Regions from separate parts of the Sus scrofa genome. Here region 2 is linked to region 1. The links are chromatin contacts, called in public HiChIP or PLAC-seq maps. All regions are on one chromosome and are shown on one strand. The core of a region is the stretch at or near the end of the contact, and the rest is flanking DNA. Distances in the headings are between cores, read along the strand shown.

Region 1 (5,071 bases), core at 1,194-3,693:
TTAGAGTTAAGTAAATCTACACCCCCTAGGAATAAGAGAACCAGCCAAGAGAGGATGAAAGGCAGGCTCTACGCACCAGAAATTCATCTCGAATGAAGTACTTGGCCCGGGTCACGCGTGGGTCCTCTCCGGGCTCGGGAGTTGCTGCGAAGAATATAAATATTTAGTTACTCAAGGAATTAAAATAAGGGTTTGTTTTTTTGTTTTTTGCGCCCCCACAGATCCCTAAGAGTGTGGTGGTAGTGGGGGGGGGGGGTTTCCATTCCGGAAGGCTGTTTGTTCCTTCAGGTGCTCTTTAAAATCCAGAATAGAAACTCTTTAACGTGTGCACGACCCACAGGACCAGCGGGGAACCGACCCACTGCAGGAGGCCACACGTACCATCCTCAGGAGTAGTGTAGCGAGCAAATTCTGGAAAGTAGTCCTCAATCTTCGATTTTCCAGCGAGGACTTTCTCAGCCAGCAGATCTTGCTTGTTGAGGAACAGAATCACAGAGATGGTGCGCAGCCATCTAACACGGAGGAGAGCGGGGTCAGCGCCCGGGAAGGGGGGCGCCCTCTCTGCAGGGGGCTGGGGTGCCTGCACAGGACTCCTTCCCCTGCACCATGCAGATCCAGGGCCTCGAGCTCCGTGGGGAGGACGCCGGGGGGTCACCGCACAAACCTGTTGTTCCAGATGCTCTTGAAGAGGTTCAGGGCCTCCTGCAGGCGGTTGGTCTGGTTGTCCTCCCGAATGACCATGTTGTAGCTGCTGCTGGCGACCACGAAAATGATGGCGGTCACATCTTCGGCACAAGAGAGAAAGAGGATGCAGTGTTAGGAGTGACCATGAGCCTGAACCATCGGGGGCGGGGGGAAATAGCCTTAAAGAGTGGAGAAGCCCAGGGCTTCCATACCATTGAAGCATTGGATCCATTTGCGGCGCTCGTCACGCTGGCCACCGACGTCAAACATGCTGCAGGAGAGAGAGGACGCCTGGTCACCACAAGGGCTACCATGGTCCACCATGCTCACTGCGGGGGGACCTCGAGAAACCTATTTTTCTTTCTAAAAAAAAGGAACCGTTTACTTACTGGAAGTTGACTTTGTCCACCTGGAACTTGGTCTCAAAGATTCCAGAAGTCAGGACGCGGCAGCGGAGCAGGTCCTAAAACAAAGTCTCAGATTAAGCGGTCTCACCAAAACCAACCCAAGTGTTAATCATTGCCAACCTGGAGCAAAAATGCTGACTGGCTTGGAAAGAAGACTCTGCATCCTCTGCCCTGTGAGAAGGGGTGCATACCTGGTCGCTGGGCACGTAGTCAGCCTGCTTGATGACGTCAATCTTGTCCAGGAAGCTGGGAGCAGAAGAAAGACACACGGGGGTGACCACACGTTCAGGCCAATTTGCCCACTATTCCTGCCCAGCCACAAGGTCCAGCTAAGCGAAAACGACCATCCCATGAAGTTCATTAGGGTCAAGCGGATGCCTTACAAAGGTTCGCGCAAATAGGATTTAAGATAAATCAGGACCCCTGGCCTACAGGTACAGCACAGGCCAGTTGGGGGGGGGGGATCTGATCTGGTTTTAATTTGAAAAGACTCGCTCTGTGCAAATCCATCCGCCCAGGGCCCCAAATCAGGCCTGACTGTGTGCCATTGGGTAATGCCTGAGTAAAACAGTACACCCTCAGATTGTTTGGCTTTGACTAAAACGGCAAGTCGTTTGAAAACTGTACACTTCCATGTCAGGGAGTTTTTGAAAAAATGAAGAAAAAAAAAAGGGCACGCTTAAAAGAAGCAAGGATTTTTTTCGCCCAAAGGACGAATGAAGATGAGATTGCTGGATTAACTCAGAAAGGGTATCTCTCCTTTTAGGAAGTGGCCCTCTCGGCCCGCACCGCACCGAACAGGAAACAGACACCAGTTCCCTTCCGTCCTGCTTGGTCCGTGAAGCAGACCAGCCCAGAGAGGAAGCTTTCAAAGCACCTCACCGCCATCCAGGTTTGGGGCCCCAGGCAGGCAGGGGGCGCGCACCGTGGCGGCGCGGGGTCTGGGGGTCTCAGGGGTGAGAAGGCTGTCTAGGGGTGAGAATGCTTCCTCCCTCCCAGAGTCGGGAGGCTCTTTGCTTGGGTTGCCCGACTGGACACACTGTTAGGAAAAATAACTTTTAAAAGACTGGACTGAGGTAATTACCATGGAAAGTTAATGTGGAAACCAGCTTTTGGGGGGGGGGGAAGGGGGGATGGGAGGTGTTGGAAAGTGAGCTAATCAGAGAAGAAAATCAAAGCGAGAAAAATTTAAAGAAATTCTATAAGGTGGTGCCCCCCCCCCTTTCCTTTTCACCAGTTTAAAGTGAGTCTGGCTTCGAGGATACACTAACTTGCCCAATCAGGCTTACATTACAGCACCAGGCCAGAAATAGCTCCCCAGCCGCCCTGGCCTCCAGCACGTTGCCATGGCAACCGAACCACAGGTCTATAAATAGCTCATCAGCACCAAATCTTGTGAGAGAGACATCTGGAGGGGGGCCAGCCAAAGCCCAGCTCAACAAATAAAAACAGGCACCTTAAGGAACGGGCACGTCCCCAGGACCTCGGCCGTAACCTAAAGGCAGTTACGCCAGAAACAGGCGGGCTACGAAGAAGGCAGGGCTGCTGGAGGCGGCTGGCCGGGGAAGGAGACATTTTAAAAGGGTCAAGCTCTGTTCTCTTTTTCTCGGAGTTTCCTTAAAACTTTCCATAAACTGTGCACATGCTGCCATTTGCAGATAAAGTTGCAGGCATGCGTGGATAGGGCTTTCGAAAAACTTTTAAAAAAAACTTTTGAAATGGTGTGCGATTTAAAAAAAAAAGAAAAAAAAAAAAAAGAAAGCTGGCTAAACTGAATTAATGAAGTTGTTACACCCCGCCCCGCCCCCCCAGGGCTCTTAAGAATGGGGTGGTCAAAGCTGCCTAATCCTGTACCTGTGCTTCTGACTTGGATCCAGAAAACAAAAGGCAAACAATTCCAGGATTTCCATGTGTTTTGTGTTACTATAATTAGCACTTCCAGCTTTAAGCTCAAACTTTTGAGAAAATCAGGGACTTTGTTGAAGAAGGGGTGGGGGTGGGGGTCACGGCGACCGGCCCAGATGGACTGTTTCTCTGTTCCTTGAAAAAATATACAAGTTTGCTTGCGTGTTAAGTCACAAAATAGCTGTAGGGGTGACAAGTGAAAAGCATCGAGTGCCCTTGCTGTGGGAAAGCAGGGCCGGTGAAGGGACGTGGACAGCTTTCGCAGACCCCAAGAGGAGCTCGGGTGCTGTGCAGATGACGGGGTTCTGGGGAGCTGGCTTTGTGTGGCCCCAAGTTCCTCAGGCGCGGGGCTCCTGGGTAATGCACGATTTTAGCTTTTGGCGAGCCAGCCTCGTCCCTGGGTCCTGATTACTGAACATTTTCCAAAGCAAATTGTTGGCGTTTCAGTTACTTACACGAGGGGCTGACACAGGATTATCGTATTGTCAGAAAAGACAGTCCAACTTGAGAGCACGTTGCCTGAGACCGCTTGGTACATGTGTGCGACACGAGCAAACAGAGGGTCTCTTTGAGATATTTTTCACGGCTCTGAAGGCCATGTGTCTACCGCACGATGCACAGGGTAAGACAGGTGGTCAAGCTGTCTTAAAGGCAGCCTCCCGGCTGGGCGTCATCAGGCCCACTGCAAGAGAGCCTTGAAGGGACAGGAGGACAGGGCAAGGACCCCTTGGCAGGGGAGGCCCCTTGAATGAGGAACAAGGACAAGAAATGGCATCCAACATGGTGCCCACGCGAGATGAACCCTGGCAGCTGCTGTGGTCCCTTACGGGCGGTGGGGAGGTTGGGGCGGGGGCAGCACATGTCTGTCCTCACCATTCCTCTTTGGCACGTTTTTCAGTTGCGGTAAATACAATACAAAATTGCCACATTATCCGAAGTGTGAGAGCTGTCCCACCTCTCTAAATGCTTGCAGGTCAACTCAATTAATTACTTTGAGCTAATTAACGACGACCATGGCTTTATGGCAGGTGATTATCACTTTGCTCTGCCAGGCATTAAGTGTTTATATAAAATAACGTAGCTGCACTAAAACGTGCCATGAAGGCCCCTAGAAGATAAATGCATCAGACTAGAACCTTCTCAAGGCAGGTGAGACTACCTGGCTGGCTGCTAAGAAAGTACCTTGGGGCGGTGGGAGTGGAGGTGTGGGGTGTGCCCCGCGGGGCTCGGGCGGGGAGGGCACTTACTACTGGGCGCAGTCGATGAGCTGGTACTCGTTGGAGCGCTCGTAGCAGGCGCGCACGCCCTCGTCCTCCCACAGAGCCTTGGCATGCTCGTAGAACTCCTGCAGGGAGGGCCAGGGAGAGGGGTTGGAGGGGGCTGCAGGGCGCCCGGGAGACCCACCCCAAGGGCCGGTCCCCATGTCCAGGCAGCTTTAGGCAGGAGCGTTCCTACAGGACGTCGGCGGGCTCAAGGGCCCCCCCGAGTCCAGAATTACTGCTCCCGGGTTGTCATCAGCCTGTGCGTCGGGGGCCTGGGGGGGAGAGGCCGGACTGGGCCGCCCAGGAACTGGGTTTCTTCAGAGTCGCTTCTACGGGAGGGTGTGAGCTGGTCAGGAGGCTCTGGGTGGGGGGACAGGACATGTCTTTGTGATGAGGTTGTGGGGCACGTTTTCTCAGCTTTGGCCAAAACTATGACGGTCGGGAGCTGCTGGCCAGTCTGCCCTGTGCTTCTGGGGACGGTCTGCCAGGAAGAAGCCAAGGGCCAGCGACCTCTGCGTTGTTCTCAACGGCAGTAGGTCACAGGTCACAGGTCACATCACGTGGGGGCACGCTCCCCTTTACAAGGAAAGAGAAGGTCTCTCTCCAGTGTGAATTCAGAGGGAGAAAGATCAAAAGCGTGTGCAGCTCGGTGGCCGGAGGACCAACCAGCCGGCATGTCGCTGTCCCCTGCCTTTCTAACAGGCTGCCTTCTTTCTCCTCGTCTCAGAAACACAAGTCCAGCCTTGGCGTTACGTGTGCTGGGTTTACCAGGTGAAGGTTTTTCTATCTTGAAAATGTCACCTGGCCATCCCA
Region 2 (5,071 bases), core at 1,422-3,921, 100 kb before region 1:
GATCGCATCTGCTCCCACCTCACAGGATCACGTCGCGGGTCCAGTGAGAAAAGACTTTCCCAGACTGGAGCGTCTTTTAGAAAGTCGCTGAATCTGCCTCCAAGCACTGCCGGGGAGCAGGGACGACTCAGTTCCATGCAGGCTCCCGGGCAGCTTCCCAGGTGACACCCAGGCGGGGGCGGGGGGGGCGCCCTCTGAGGGAGCCGGCCACGGGGCCCTGAACCTGAGCCTCCTCTGTTCCAGGCAGATAAGATGAGTCATTGCCCAGAGGATGACCTCACAGGCATGCAGAGCCCCCCCACCTGCCTCTCAGGTGCCCCTGCTTTGAAAAGAGCTGGTCAGACAGGTGCGCGGCCGGCCCAGCAGGCTCCTCGCTGCTGCGTCCTTTCGCTCCTGCAGCCCCGGGGGCCGGAGAATTCCATCCTCCTGCCTCCCGAGAGCTCCTGGGGCCAGACACCCTTGACAGCTACCCTAAGGGATCCCACATGGTTTCAGTGACCCTTAAAGTGACGCAGCCAGCTCCCCTCAGAGCCAAGAGCCAGGTGGATGGAATCCACAGACCACAGCCAAGTTCAGAGGTTAAGAAAGGGTCCAGGCACCTGGCTTCGTGTGCTGGAAGCATCACAGGTGCTGAAGGGCAGAGCGGGTGGGTCACAGGAGAGCTCACTTACCTTCTTCTTGCCTTGAAAGTTGTGGTTTCAAATGTCTGGCCTCCCACCATCCCCCGCCTCGCCTCCTTCCTGCCCGATTTCCCTGTCCCTCTGGGTCTGAGCTGCTTCCAGCGCAGGGAATTGCCAAGTCCCACAACCTGTCAGCTCTAGATGTCCGATGCGCTCCCAGAGTGCAAATGCCACTGTCCCTCCCTTTCACCTGCATTCCGTGGGGCCCAGTGTTCCCTGCCCTTCCCATGCCATCTGTCCCTGGCCTACAGAGGTGGCATCAGCACCTGATCTGCTCCAGAATCTGCAGCTCGAAACAAAAACGGGGTGTGGGTTTGAGAAGCCCGCATCACACCAAGCACTCCGGGCCCCGCTGACCACAGGGGTCACACACCCAGGAAGCCCATCCTGCCTGTCATAGCATCTCCGCCCCCGCCCCCGACCCTTCCCCGAGGGCCCCAGGGCATCTCGGAACATCCAGGACCAGAAAAGCTGGTAACTGGACACTATTTCATGCCCACGTCAGCGTGCGCCCCGGGCCTCACAGCCCAGTCATCAGAGGCCAGGCCTCGGGGCCCCGTTTCCTACGTGGTAGAACTTGTGGCTGGACGTTGCACCTCCTGGACCTTGACCATCTCTGGGGACCCTGGAGTCCCCACAAGAGTTGTCACACTGTAATATTTGACCACGCTGGTCATTCTTTGACAATTATGAGCTTTTAACTTTTTCCTTAGACCAAAAAGCCACCACCCAGGCGGAGCCTCCTTGAATGATGGAGGTCACGGGTGTTGGGGACAATTGTCCCGGCTTTCTTCCTCACGTGGAGGAAGGCGGAGGGTTGGCGGAGTCGCCGTAGCCGTGGAGGGGAGACGCCTGGGCAGGGGAAGTCCCGGCTGGCACCGCCCTTCCCGCACCTGCTTCACCCCAGGGAAGGGAAGCCAGAGACTTTGGGACCAGGCCCAGGACACCTGCCGGGGCAAAGCCGCCTCTGGAGACCCGGGTTCCGGGCCCCGCCCCCACCACTCACACCTGAGAGTTTTCTTGGAACTGGAGGCCACCCTCGCCCACCGCCCAACCAGGAACTGTGCTAAGGGCTGGGAGGCGCCGACTTTCCGCGAAGAGAAAAGACACCTCAATGGAAAGAGGCCGTGGCCACACTTTGCTCAGTGATGGCACCTCAGGAGCAAGGACCAAGCCCTGTTGGGGTGCCGTGGGTGTCCCAGGGCTTTCGGGGGGGGGGTCACGGAAATTGCTGGAAGACCACAAGGCAGCCGCTGTGATTTCTGCTCGCAGGCTTAGCCCAGGGAAGAGCGGGAGATGGGGTGGGGCGTGGGGGGCTGTGGGAGAGCAGGGTCTGCCCGCCTCCAGACCCTGCAGCAGAGGCTGTGGGCCCCAGAACAAAACTCTGGGCCCTCCTCCCCCGAGACAAGGAGGCCATGCTGTGGCCACCGCTCACGAGGAGAAGGGAGTGTGCCCACTGCTCACGAGGAGAGACAAACACTTGAGTTGCGAAACCGAGGCCTCAGGGGTCCCACTTCTGCTTTCCCTGCGTTGGAAGGCGAAATGCTTTGTGAGCAGAAACCTGGTCAGGCGGCTTTGGAAGCCGCAATGTCAAATTCATGGTGCATCGCCAAGGGACGGTGCCCTTTGGGGCATACATTTTCTAAAAGGATCCCCCTTCCCCTCTGTATAAACATCTCTCCAGAAAGGTCCTGGGCCTTCTGGAAACGGGAGGCAGAAAGCTAGACGCCGCCTCCTCCCCGGACTCGGGGAACCCCTGTCCCCGGGGGTGGGGGGGGGACTAGATGGGAGGGGACAGCTCTCCTGGGCCAGGGGTCGCCAGGATCCAAGGCGGGCGGCCCGAGGAGAAATCGGGCCCGCGGGCGATCGGAGGCCCGCGCCCGCTGGTGGGGTCCGGTCTGGGGTGCGGCGAGGCCCGGGGCGCGTGACCCGAGTCCGGGCTGCGGGCCCTGCGGGCGGCCGGGGCGGGGCCGGGTCACCGGGGCAGGAGCGCGCCCCGCCCCGGGGGAGGGCCCGCCCGGGCGCAGCCACCTTAAGGGCCGGGCGGGGCGCGGAGCCGGGTCCGGACCAGGCGGGGTCGGGACCAGGCGGGGTCGGGCCGCACGGGCGCGGGAGCCATGGCGTCGTCCGGGCCGCCGCCGCCGCTGCTGCTGCTGCTGCTCGTGCTGCTGGCGGGCGCGGCGCGGGCCGGCCTCCACTTCCGCCCGGGCTGCAGCTGCTACCGGCCCCTGCGCGGGGACCAGCGGACCCAGTTGGGGCACAGGTCGGGGACGGGGGGCCGCCCGACTGCCGGGGCCTCGCGCGCTCTCCCGCCTCTAGGGACCCTGCCGCCTCTTTGGGGCGCCCTGCCCCCCTTGACCTCTGCGGGTCAATGCAGCCCTTTGCTGCGGGGGCAGTTTCTCTCCCATTTGCGGCCTGGGCCAAAAGCCCCGTCAGCGCAGGAGGCAGGCCAGCCGCACCTGCCCGGCATTTGGGGCATCTGGGGCCTTGCTGGGGGAGCGGCCCGGCTCCTGCCTGGTTGCGGGGCGCGGGGAGGGAATGCGCTGCCTCCTGGATATTCTGGGAGGGTGGGGGTCTGCCCGCCCTCTCACTTGGGGGAGGGGAGAGGGCTGCCCGTGCCCCCCACCCCTGCGCCAGGAGCCCCCGTGCTGATTCTGCCCGTGGTGATCTGTTCCCAGGACGTACCCCCGGCCTCATGAGTACCTGTCCCCATCGGATCTGCCCAGGAGCTGGGACTGGCGCAACGTGAATGGGGTCAACTATGCCAGTGTCACCAGGAACCAGCACATCCCCCAGTACTGCGGCTCCTGCTGGGCCCACGGCAGCACCAGCGCCATGGCTGGTAGGTAGGGGACCACAGCCCCTCTTGGCTGTGGGCCTGGAAGGCCTGTCCAGCTGCCTTCTTGTCGGAACGGGTGGCTGCAGCGTAGGGTCGGGGGCCTGTGATTCTGTGCCAGGACTCGGCCTCGGGAGCTCTGAGCCTTTCAGGCCGAGGGACGCACACCCGGGGCTTGTGGGCGCCTGGCAGTCACAGGACTGAAGCCCAGTGACACCTGGCTCCCGGTGCCTTCTCTCTCCGAGGCGTGTGACCCCAGCCACTGGGGATCAAACCACAAACAAACTCCTCGGACCCCCCACTGGTGTTTGGGCACGTGCACGTGGAGCTGCAGTGCCTCATATCTGAGACCAAGGCCTGTCCTGGGCCTGGAATAGTGAGCAAGGCCGGCCCGCTTATCATCTGGACCTTAGCCGGCTGGCCGCAGTGAGGGCGGGAAGGAGGGGGAGTTGAGGCGACACCACGTGAGAGGGCTGCGAGGCCTACCTGGGGCGGGTGCTGACTGGGAAGGACGTGGGCAGGGCCCCCCCGAGAACGTGGAGCCAGAGGCTTCACCGTTGGAGCCTCGGGCGACTTTGGGGCCTGGCAGGCAGGCCGGGCGGGGGCCGGCCTTGAGGCGGAGGCGCAGGACAAAGGTCCGGCAGCAGTGACCCGCTGGCTGGATTGAGGAACTGAGAGGACCTTGTGGCGGCCCCAAGGGCGTGGTGGGGGGAAGCTGAAAAGGTCCCCAGGGGCCGAACTGCCAGGGGAGGGGTCTGGTGGGAGCCTGAGGGACCTTGGAGAGGGGGTCACATGCCACGGTTCGCATCTGCAATGGAGCGTGGGCGGAGCGGGGCTGGGGGCCACCACCTGTCTGTCCCCGCCCCCCGAGCCGGGAGCACAGTCTCCTGGGCAACCGCGGCATCTCCCCCTTTCTCCTCAAACTGCTGACGTCTCCCCAGCAGCGAGCAGCTTCCTCTTTCACTGAGACGATGGAAGCCCCCAGAGGGGACTTCCGTGGTGCCCGGCCGCCAGCGCAGCTGCCCACAGCATGCAGTCTCTCTGCCCTGGGCGCCCAGCGCCTGAGCCCCTTGATGAGGCCGCCCTCCCGGAGCGTGGCCTTGTGGCCCTCGCTGAGCAAATGGCCAAGGGGCCTCCAGCCCGCTGGCTCCGGGTCCCCGCAGGTGTCTGCGTCCCACTTCCTCCCCTGCCTCTCGGGACCATCCAGCCTCGCTTCCAGCTCCGCCATGGGCAGGCCCACCGGTCGCCCCTCGAGCCTCTTGCCTAGATCGCCCCCCCACAACGCCCCGATCTCCTCCGGCCTCCCTGGCCCTCCCTTCATTCCCTTCACTCTCTCTGGCTCCTCGTCCTCCCAACTTAAGCCCTGCACGCTGGGTCCCTGGGACCCTCCACCTGGACTCGACGGTCATGCCCACCTGCCACCCTCCCTCTTGCTCGGACCCCCAACCCCTCCCATCTCACAAGCTTCTCCTTTCCACCACCTGCCTGGCCCCCAAACCGGTTCTCTCCTGGCCTCCTTCTCCCTCAGGTGAAAGCCCAGAGGCCGTGGGCCCTG

What was found. HiChIP or PLAC-seq counts read pairs in DNA pulled down with a chosen protein or histone mark.
Region 2: a contact with region 1 is called in an H3K27ac HiChIP or PLAC-seq map of alveolar macrophages. The contact joins the promoter of CTSZ here to the enhancer-like site in region 1. A contact is called at or near these places in 1 of 5 promoter capture datasets (fetal liver), 3 of 47 Hi-C or Micro-C datasets (embryonic fibroblasts, fetal skeletal muscle and subcutaneous adipose tissue) and 2 of 2 datasets of contacts at active chromatin or transcription factors (alveolar macrophages and skeletal muscle).

Annotation. Positions count from the first base shown.
Region 1 is chr17:59,047,208-59,052,278 of Sscrofa11.1, reverse strand. GNAS (GNAS complex locus) reads right to left here. Exons shown (of 13, transcript NM_001130215.2): 6 at 4,244-4,341; 7 at 1,283-1,337; 8 at 1,074-1,147; 9 at 897-955; 10 at 665-785; 11 at 382-512; 12 at 77-144. All of the region lies in intron 2 of LOC110257458 (a long non-coding RNA gene), which reads left to right. Among named protein-coding and RNA genes, the nearest start is that of GNAS, 64 kb to the right of the region's middle. Within about 2 kb of position 2,443, at least 54 of the 83 cell types and tissues checked have an H3K27ac peak or open chromatin away from gene starts, as enhancers often do. A contact at or near this core is called in alveolar macrophages, embryonic fibroblasts, fetal liver and 3 more, where this site is marked.
Region 2 is chr17:59,146,977-59,152,047 of Sscrofa11.1, reverse strand. It overlaps CTSZ (cathepsin Z), which reads left to right and starts at 2,671. Exons shown (of 6, transcript NM_001123104.1): 1 at 2,671-2,943; 2 at 3,359-3,522. The coding sequence starts at 2,798.